2 separate regions of the Oncorhynchus mykiss genome follow, and region 1 is linked to region 2. A link is a contact called in public Hi-C data. All regions are on one chromosome and are shown on one strand. The core of a region is the stretch at or near the end of the contact, and the rest is flanking DNA. Distances in the headings are between cores, read along the strand shown. Region 1 overlaps LOC110521552 (formin-binding protein 1-like). Region 2 holds the start of LOC110521552 (formin-binding protein 1-like).

Evidence for each region. A called contact is a pair of places that touch in the nucleus more often than the background predicts.
Region 1: a Hi-C map of liver shows a contact between it and region 2, with 7 times the contacts expected there. The contact joins the enhancer-like site here to the promoter of LOC110521552 in region 2. A contact is called at or near these places in 3 of 3 Hi-C or Micro-C datasets (blood and liver).

What each region holds. Positions count from the first base shown.
Region 1 is chr30:22,005,907-22,010,803 of USDA_OmykA_1.1, forward strand. LOC110521552 (formin-binding protein 1-like) reads left to right here. Exons shown (of 16, transcript XM_021599169.2): 9 at 42-251; 10 at 868-1,029; 11 at 1,943-1,954; 12 at 2,175-2,284; 13 at 2,431-2,563; 14 at 2,959-3,053; 15 at 3,431-3,618; 16 at 3,960-4,897. The coding sequence ends at 4,138. It overlaps LOC110521551 (breast cancer anti-estrogen resistance protein 3), which reads right to left. Exons shown (of 15, transcript XR_002473166.2): 15 at 4,437-4,897. Among protein-coding and RNA genes, the nearest start is that of LOC110521552, 69 kb to the left of the region's middle. Within about 2 kb of position 1,280, at least 1 of the 11 cell types and tissues checked has an H3K27ac peak or open chromatin away from gene starts, as enhancers often do. A contact at or near this core is called in liver, where this site is marked.
Region 2 is chr30:21,936,159-21,941,639 of USDA_OmykA_1.1, forward strand. LOC110521552 (formin-binding protein 1-like) reads left to right here and starts at 2,925. Exons shown (of 16, transcript XM_021599169.2): 1 at 2,925-3,146. The coding sequence starts at 3,123.

The DNA.
Region 1 (4,897 bases), core at 30-2,529, 68 kb after region 2:
TATCTTAGTCTCACACTGTCTTTTTTTTGTCTCTCTGTCAGGACTCAGCGATTGTAGTGGAGTCATTTAAGTCAGGCTTTGAGCCTCCAGGGGACTTCCCATTTGAGGACTACAGTCAGAACCTTTCCCGGACGGGCTCAGACAACACCATCAGCACCCCCAAGAACGAGGGGGTGGTCAAGCCAGACCCCAAACACTCGATTAGCAAGGCGGCCAAGAACAAACTGTGGCTCTTTGGGAAAAAGCCCAAGGTGAGAGATTCATCATCACCTGCTATCAAGACCTTTACTCGTTGTTTCAATAGTGAACAACTTGTATGTATGTATGTATGTGTGTATGTGTGTGTGTGTGTGTGTGTGCCCACTCACTGATTTTTGTCTGTTCTTTTCTTGTAACAGAGTCCACTGGTAGGTTTATACCTTACGGTAGCTGTCTTTTTATAACAGTCACCTGAATCTAGCATTTTCTATCTCATTACATAAATCACTACACTTTGACCTACCAAAGGCAATACCGTCTGTTAATCTATAACTTTTTGTAGGTTTGTGTGAGAGTAGCTAACCATTTTCAAATGACTTGTCTAATACAAGGGTTGTTGGTGCTCATATTGACTTTGATTTGCCTGCTCTTGTCTTATGGTTTCTTATGGTGTCTCACCCGAAGGTCTCTCAGATTTCATATTGCATGATCTTCCTTAACTGGTGTTTCTCCTGTTGAGATTTGTTTTATGGGACAATGTGTTGGATAACCACATTTTTAATTGTTTTACCTCTGTCTCACTACACCATGACTTTATGTTCCATCGTTACAATTATGTTCCTAGTTCTAAAAGTTTTCAGGTTGATCACGCCTTTTTTGTCGTCCCAGTCTCCCCCCTCCTCTCCTCCCCCTGCTCCCCACCGCCCCGACCTGGCTACCGCCAGCCACTGTCAGGCTCCTAAATTTGCTAGTGACCCCATAGCTTTCTGTCTGTCTGAACTGAGAACGGTCAAACCCAGGATAGCCTCTTTCAGGGGTCTTAAACGAGGGGTAAGATGAAGAGCATGTCAGTGTGTTTGGGTTTGCAGTGATTTAAGTCTCTTTTTCTCTCCTTATTTCGTTCTCTTTTTCTCTCCCTCTCCCTTCTCACCCCCCTCTCTTCTGTCTCTCTGGTTTTGATCCAGTTAGTTATTCTCTAGTTAGGAATGTGGGTTGAAATCACAGTAGTGCCATTGTAGAGCGTGTTGTGTGACGTGTAGGAAGTGATACTGTAGCTGTAGGTGGTATTTGGATAAGGAGAGGTTACGGTGGTATGTCGAAATGACATGAAGGTCAACTGGACCTCATCATGAGCCAGCCAATATACTGTATGCCGGCTAAACAGTCAAATGAATGTCACACAGTGGTATTACTGTGCCAGACCATTGATTGTGTGTCACCCCTGTGTGTCCCATTTGGTTTCTGGCTGAAGGACCTAGTTTGATTTCCTTAATGTATGAGGTGACTCATGGTTGTCTGCAGTATGGAGACGGACTTCCTGGAAACAACCTTCTTCCTGCTTCAAATGGCATCGCATCATCTAAAGAGGGCTTTTAAGATGTCAACTTGTTTTTAGTGGAATTAAAAGGATATCTTGAACAATGTATTCTCCTTGGAGGATAGCCTTTCCAATACATGATACCCCACATTCTATGTAGTGTTAAGATTCAATAAGTTAAATGATTGAAATATAATAACAGATTACATAAGTATAACTTCACCCAGATTGACACACTAATAGGGCTCATCAGATTCTGTCCATCTTTGTTCTTGACAGCTGTGGGTAACCCCCGACAACCTCTTGACTCTCCTTCCATAGTCACACCCTTGTGATGCTGTGCTCGTAGTTACCGTGACAACCTACATGTTTTGATAACCGTTCCATCTTTTGCTTTTTCTTCTATTGTAACCCAAACCTGCCCAGTGGTCAGTGAAGGTGAGGTCTGGTCTGCCGTAGTTAGCTGTACGTGTCTCACCTTGTGGAGTTCTATAGGACAGGTCTAGTGTCACGAGCCGTTCTAGAGTGAGGCTCTCCAACCTATTCGTTCTCCGGTCTCTACTAGTATAGTTCTCGTAGGTTCTTGCTGTGAGAAGGTCTCTAGAGACCACGAGTGACTGTGTCATTGTAACTGGATAGTGTCCTGATGCGATTTCAGGCTCCGTCACTGGAGGACTTCAGCCATCTGCCTCCCGAACAGAGACGCAAGAGGCTGCAGGCTCGGATCGACGAGCTCAGCAAAGAACTACAGAAAGAGGTGGACCAAAGGTAGGCCATGGGAAGACTTACTTTAACACTGATCTGTGTCTCTCTTATACTGTCCACATTTCATTAGTGTTTCATTGGCATGTCAGTGTCATTTGTTAAATAGTTTATGTTACTATGACATTGTGACTGCGTGTATGTTTGTGAAGAGATGCACTGAACAAGATGAAGGATGTGTATGAGAAGAACCCTCAGATGGGCGACCCACAGAGCCTCCAGCCCAAGATCTCTGAGACCATGTGCAACATGGAGAAACTACGCTCCGAGATCCACAAGAATGAGGTAAGCCTCCCCAGCCAAGAGCCCTGAAGGAAGGAATGGGTGAAGGAGAGCGGAAGAAAGGCATCACAGTACATCTGGAGAAATAGTGACTGGGCGACGGTTTCCTGTGCCGAGTTAGCCCCCTCTGGGGGATGACTAAATGCACGGCTTCCCTTTGTCAACAGAACACTGAGTAGAACAGGATAGGAGTTCTTTGAGAGTCCGAGGGTTACATCTATCACACTATATTGAAAGACTGGTTGAACAATGGCATATCCAGGATAAGAATGAGTGTATCCATCGTGGGGGTATTAACAGCAATATGAATGTTATGACTGTCTACCTCTTAATGTCCTTTTCTCTCGCTCTCTTTGTCTCTCTCTTTGTCTCTCTCTCTGTCTCCCTCACACACACAGAGCTGGCTGTCAGAGGTGGAGGGGAAGGTGAGCACCAGAGGAGATCGAAGACCCAGTGCCGACGTCAACCATCACACACCCCATGGCAGAGAGAGGTCAGAGGGCACAGAAACACGTTGTTTATGTGGTAGTAATAGATTGTAGACTAGAAGAAGTATTAATAGTAGTAACATAGGAGAGTTATTGTAGTGAAAGTAACATGTTCCCCTGGGCCATAGCGTAAATTGAACAAATCCAATCTAACAGGTTTACCAGATGTCTGTATATAAATAGAATGACACACCTTGTTCTTTGTGTCTTTGAAAGCTTAACATGGGTGGAGTCGTAATAGTTTTTCTAAAGGAAAATGACTCGGAACGCTCGGTCACAGTCTGCCTGGAGCAGAATCCTACAGCTTGAGTGGCTGAGATGGCACTGACTCTCTCATCCATCTCTTCGCCCCACCCTCTTCTTCTCCTCTTCCTCTCCTCAGCCCTGAGGGCAGTTACACAGATGACCCCAGCCAGGAGCACCGCAGCCCCCCTCACCAGCCAGACCCCCGACAGGCCCATCAGCCAGACCCCCGACAGGCCCACCAGCCAGACGAGTTTGATGATGAATTTGACAACGACGACCCCCTCCCAGTCCTTGGCCACTGCAAAGCGCTCTACTCCTTTGATGGTATAGTACAGCCGAGCCAGTGGTGCGCTCTGTGCATTTCACTGTCTTACTGTGTGGTGACACTGTGTGTGGTGGGTTGGGCATTTCAACTTGACTCAAACACTGGATATTGACTCAAACACTGGAGCAGTTTTTAGCATTTGCATGAATGTGAATATGGCATGTTAATGATGTGATGTGATATTCCTGTAAGGTGGTTATTTGTGCACTAACAGAATGTCTCTGGTCTGTGTTGTGGTTCTTTCTCTGTGCGCTAACAGAATGTCTCTGGTCTGTGTTGTGGTTCTTTCTCTGTGCGCTAACAGAATGTCTCTGGTCTGTGTTGTGCTGTTGACCCCCAGGTCAGAATGAGGGAACACTGTTGATGAAGGAGGACGACGTGCTGTACATCATCGAGGAGGACAAGGGCGACGGCTGGACGCGAGCCAGGAAGCAGAGCGGAGAGGAGGGCTATGTGCCCACGTCCTACGTGGAGATCGCCATGGAGAAGAACAGCAAAGGTGCAGTCACCTACATCTGATCTGACCACCTGCATGGACTCATATTATAAGCCCTCTTCCTCTGGGGAATGCTGGTCCGAACAGCAAGTCCTCTTTGTTCACTGTGTGAGCTCACGGACAAACAAACACTCTACAGTCCTGCTATTGTCGTGACCCTCTAGGAGCTCAGTATCAATGAATTAAGCCATGTGTGTCTGTAGGACGACGTATCCATAGCCATGCTCTATGGCAAGGGGACTCATCACCCCTTAGGCCTGATTATTTTATTTAATATTTCAAAAGTGATTTGTTGTTTTTAGTTCATGTATCTTTTTTTTATTTTTTTAAGGTAGATGATAAAATGCTCTTCTGGTTTTAAGATCTTTCTACTTTGGATCAAAGTGATTTGGAAAATAGGAAAAGTGACGTATACAGATTTGACCCATTGTATTGTCTATATGTTATCACTCAGCTGTTGTGAGCCTGGTATGTTAAGTACTCTGCTCCACCTATTAAGACAGGAATGCAGTAATACGTCCCGGTAAGGAGTGGCCTAGTTTGTGCCTATATGACTCATATTTCCCACCACCATACTACCCTTTAAGATAATTGTACACTTCTTCTCTCTTCCTTTGATTTGTATGTGTGTGTGTCACAACAATGCTGCCCTCTGGTGGTCAGGGCTATATTACACCCAGGGGCGTGGTTCTTCACTGTGTACTACTTACTGTCCGCTATCTGTCTCTGTCCTAGGGGTGGGGGTCGGTACAGTAACTCCTCTCCTTTCTCTCTCTCTCTCC
Region 2 (5,481 bases), core at 1,675-4,174:
TGGAGTTTAATTTCAGTCACTGCAAGCTGAGTGTTGGAATGATTAAAAAAACTGTTTTGTAATTTTCCTGAGTTACAAAAGACCATCACAGACTGTGCTGTCATTTTGCACACTCTAAAGTTCAAACAAACGGTAACATAAAACCTGAATACTTCTCTGCATGCTTTAGTGTCTAGAAGGTCAAGACCACTGGACTTGGTGTATGTAGGAGCAATTTATTTTCGTGAATATGGTGGTGAACCTAATAAAGTGGCAACTGAGTGTAGACATCACAAACAACTCCTTTGAGCATTGTCTGTCTGTTATACGTTTGATCAATGGGTAGGCTCACTTGGATATATAGAGTTGAAGGTAAAGACAAAAATATGAAAGTAAGACATTAAAACACTGGCAGAATTCTTTCATCCATATTCATTCACATAAAACATGTATTTTAAAGTATAAATACCACTCTAAGACCACTGTCTTTCTGAATGTTTTAAAAGGTTTGGAAATAGTTATTTCTGTAAGGAATGTGAATTGAAAGGGATTTGGTAATACCTATGTAGGTGGCATAGTTTCTACACTGGTATAATTAGAGCGTTGGACTAGTAACCGGAAGGTTGCAAGTTCAAATCCCCGAGCTGACAAGGTACAAATCTGTCGTTCTGCCCCTAAACAGGCAGTTAACCCACTGTTCCTAAGCCGTCATTGAAAATAAGAATTTGTTCTTAACTGACTTGCCTAGTTAAATAACGGTGAATAATAATAAATAATGGGTATAATGTGTGGTTGTTGCACACCTCCCTGCTGAATTATGTAGAGCAGATTTGGGCCAGTTTATATATTTTTTCATGATTTTCACGTAGGCTTTGTGCTAGCAGTTTAAATGAGAAAGAGAGCAAATAGCATAGGGACAGCCTGGTTCAAATCCAAGTTTTTAATGGTTAGTGCCAGTAGAATACAGAGGGGTTCATATACAGTTCAGAGGCAAATCATAGTGTATGCATTTAGCCCAAAAACCAAACATGTACCATCTACTTCTTATATTAATGCTTTTTTTGTTATCCACCCTCTGGTATCTTTCAATACCCATGGAAATATATATATATACCCTATATACTGTACGTACACCACTGTTCGAAAGTTTGGGGTCACTTAGAAATGTCCTTGTTTTTGAAAGAAAAGCAATTTTTTTGGTCCATTAAAATAACATCAAATTGATCAGAAATACAGAGTAGACACTGTTAATGTTGTAAATGACTATTGTAGCTGGAAATGGCTGTTTTCTAATGGAATATCTACATAGGCGTACAGAGGCCCATTATCAGCAACCATCACTACTGTGTTCCAATGGCACATTGTGTTAGCTAATCCAAGTTGATCATTTTAAAAGGCTAATAGATCATTAGAAAACCCTTTTGCAATTATGTTAGCATAGCTGAGAACTGTTGTCCTGATTAAAAAAGCTATAAAACTGGACTAGTTGAGAACCTAGAGCATCGGCATTTGTGGGTTCGATTACAGGCTCAAAATGGCCAGAAACAAATAACTTTCTTCTGAAACTCGTCAGTCTATTCTTGTTCTGAGAAATGAAGGCTATTCTATGCAAGAAATTGCCAAGAAACTGAAGATCTCGTACAACGCTGTGTGCTACTCCCTTCACAGACAGCACAAACTGGCCCTAACCAGAATAGAAAGAGGAGTGGGAGGCCACGGTGCACAACTGAGCAAGAGGACAAGTACATTAGAGTGTCTCGTTTGAGAAACAGACACTTCACAAGTCCTCACCTGGCAGCTTCATTAAATATTACCCGCAAAACACCAGTCTCAACATCAACAGTGAAGAGGCGACTCCGAGATGCTGGCCTTCTAGGCAGAGTTGCAAAGAAAAAGCCATATCTCAAACTGGCCAATAAAAATAAAAGATTTAGAGGTGCAATTGAACACAGACACTGGACAGAGGAACTCTGCCTAGAAGGCCAGCATCCCGGAGTCGACTCTTCACTGTTGACATTGAGACTGTTATTTTGCGGGTACTATTCAATGAAGCTGCCAGTTGAGGACTTGTGAGGCCTCTGTTTCTCAAACAAGACACTCTAATGTACTTGTCCTCTTGCTCAGTTGTGCCCCGGGGCCTCCCACTCTTCTTTCTATTCTGGTTAGAGCCAGTTTGCGCTGTTCTGTGAATGTCTGTTGAATGTCCGAAAGTGTGAATATAAAACCAACTACTGATATTTACAGTAGACAGACATAATATCAGCAATATCACAAATAATTTGGACTGTGTGCAGAAAAGTAGCTACTTAGGCAACTTTACATGACTATTTAGCTGCGTAAAATATATTAGACGTGTTTCAAAATAACCCCGCGTATAGGTGTTACACGATTAACGTCTTGACAGAAACAAAAAGGATCCCTTAATGCGCCTATCTGATTGGCCTATACTCCATACATACCACTAAATGGCGCCATTTACTAATCAATAAAACAGATTAAGCTTGTTTTTCAATCGCAGAGTTTATAGCCGTCGGTGCAAATCATAAAAAAGGTGACATTAGTCCCCTGACATTGCCCACTAAATGTATATTTATAAATTCATTATATTCAACAGTAAGAGTTAAATAAATGAAAGGTTAATTACTTATTGTGGATAACTTTTGAGGCCAAATTATTCTAACAAAATCATCAAAGTGATTGTGGTCGATAGCAGCTAATATGAATATTTCAACAAAATTAATGAATTGATGATACAATTTATTCAGAAAGTCTTGCTCTTCCCACCAAATTTTTGGAATTTAAAAAATACTGTGCAGAGGATCATGTCATCAGCATAGTTCTAGTATAGCTAATTTAATTATTTTATGTGTTGAATTAAAGTTATATAACTATTTTGTTGATGACTAAATAATAAGGAATAGCATGCATACATTTAACATTTTATTGGCGAACCTGAACCTCCCGGTTCTCTGAATCCTAGATCCCAACTTCCTTCGCTAGAGCTGAATTTAGACAGCTCCTCAGGATGTGAGCAAGGAGTGTATACCACAGACGACAGCAGACGATTGGAAACGCAACATTGGCGAGTTTTGAGCTGGGAATACACTGACAATCTGGGGGTTTAGCAACCAGGGGAGTCCACAATGACTTGGGGAACGGAGCTTTGGGTAAGTTTGCTATTGGTATAAACCATGTTGCTCTCTTCTTTGTTCTTGTGTTGATAACACGCTTGCCAAAATTTAGCACGAATTCGATGAAGGTGCTCGGTTACCTTAGCATTGTGTAAGCTGCTAGCCAGCTAAGCCTGGCATGCACCTTTACCATAGTACTACAGACGGTAAACAATAGGCAAGACGTGTAGAAATGTCCGCCAGGCATAGGGGATAATTTGCGTATCTTTGTCTAGGACTTGTTATCATAACACTGTCTCTAACAGGGGCTTGATTGATCAGTTATTGTTTTATTTTTGAAAAGGGAGTCATCACACCCTCTTAGTTCACACATAGACTAGCAAGCTAGCTAACGTTAGCTATCCCCCCAAAAAGGTGGAGACAGGAGGGTATAACGCAAGTAACCACCTGTACTATTTTTCTCTCGATGCTTTTATGGATCTGATGGCTACCAGCATGAAACAATGCACTTACACATTTCGTTTAACTTGGTTTTAAAGCTCGAGTGTTTATTTATGGCTGGGTCTGAGTGACTCCTCAAGCTGCTTGACCAGCATTGTTCCCAGTTTGCAATGAGATTGCGCAAGTCAAATAGTTAAACAATAGTAGACTTGAGGAAATCAAGCATTTTTCTTCTCCCAAATATAACAAAAAACGACTCACCCATTGAACAGACGTGGGGGGGCTTATTCCAGGTACGGTCTTTGTCATGTTCTGTCTGGCTTGCCCTCTGACAGCCAGGCCCCTGGCTACATCACCCGGCTTGCCCAAGCGGTTTATCGTCCAAATTATTTTTGTGACTATATCTAGCTACCATGTTACTGCAGCAAAAATCTGTTCCACGTTATTTGGTTAGTGAGAAAATAATCTGCACCTATCGAAATATTCCTCACCAGGGACATTGAACTCCTTTGACATGTATTCCAGTTACATGGGTGTTGCCCATAAAACGTTTGGTCACCCCCAGTATCCTACCTAATGGGGCAGCTTCTCCCCCTAATCATTCTAATATGGATAGTTGCGAAGACTGCAGTGTCGCTGCCAACATGATAGCTAGTCAAAGAAGTGATGAGCCTGTTTCATACCAATTACATTCATCTCTAACATTGATAGAGAGAACTGCACTGTTATGTAGTTTGAGGGAAGAGAACAATATATTGAAGAGTTATTCAACATGTGACTGATGTGGCTTATATGGGTTCACTTCAGTATGATTAACCTTTGAACCTGTTTTGTTGATAAAATGTACATTTACTATGTTTCCTTGAATGATTCAGTTACTGCTAAATTAACTCTCAAAAGCATGTCGGTGCCCTGAAAAGACTAAAGTATGTACACTGCTCATAAAAATAAAGGGAACACTAAAATAACACATCCTAGATCTGAATGAAATATTCTTATTAAATACTTTTTTCTTTACATAGTTGAATGTGCTGACAACAAAATCACACAAATTATCAATGGAAATCAAATTTATCAACCCATGGAGGTCTGGATTTGGAGTCACACTCAAAATTAAAGTGGAAAACCACACTACAGGCTGATCCAACTTTGATGTAATGTCCTTAAAACAAGTCAAAATGAGGCTCAGTAGTGTGTGTGGCCTCCACGTGCCTGTATGACCTCTCTACAACGCCTGGGCATGCTCCTGATGAGGTGGCGGATGGTCTCCTGAGGGATCTCCTCCCAGACCTGGTCTAAAGCATCCGCCAACTCCTGGACAGTCTGTGGTGGTGGATGGAGCGAGACATGATGTCCCAGATGTGCTCAATTGGATTCAGGTCTGGGGAACGGGCGGGCCAGTCCATAGCATCAATGCCTTCCTCTTGCAGGAACTGCTGACACACTCCAGCCACATGAGGTCTAGCCTTGTCTTGCATTAGGAGGAACCCAGGGCCAACCGCACCAGCATATGGTCTCACAAGGGGTCTGAGGATCTCATCTCGGTACCTAATGGCAGTCAGGCTACCTCTGGCGAGCACATGGCGGGCTGTGCGGCCCCCCAAAGAAATGCCACCCCACACCATGACTGATCCACCGCCAAACCGGTCATGCTGGAGGATGTTGCAGGCAGCAGAACGTTCTCCACGGCGTCTCCAGACTCTGTCACGTCTGTCACATGTGCTCAGTGTGAACCTGCTTTCATCTGTGAAGAGCACAGGGCACCAGTGGGGAATTTGCCAATCTTTGCGTTCTCTGGCAAATGCCAAACGTCCTGCATGGTGTTGGGCTGTAAGCACAACCCCCACCTGTGGACGTCGGGCCCTCATACCACCCTCATGGAGTCTGTTTCTGACCGTTTGAGCAGACACATGCACATTTGTGGCCTGCT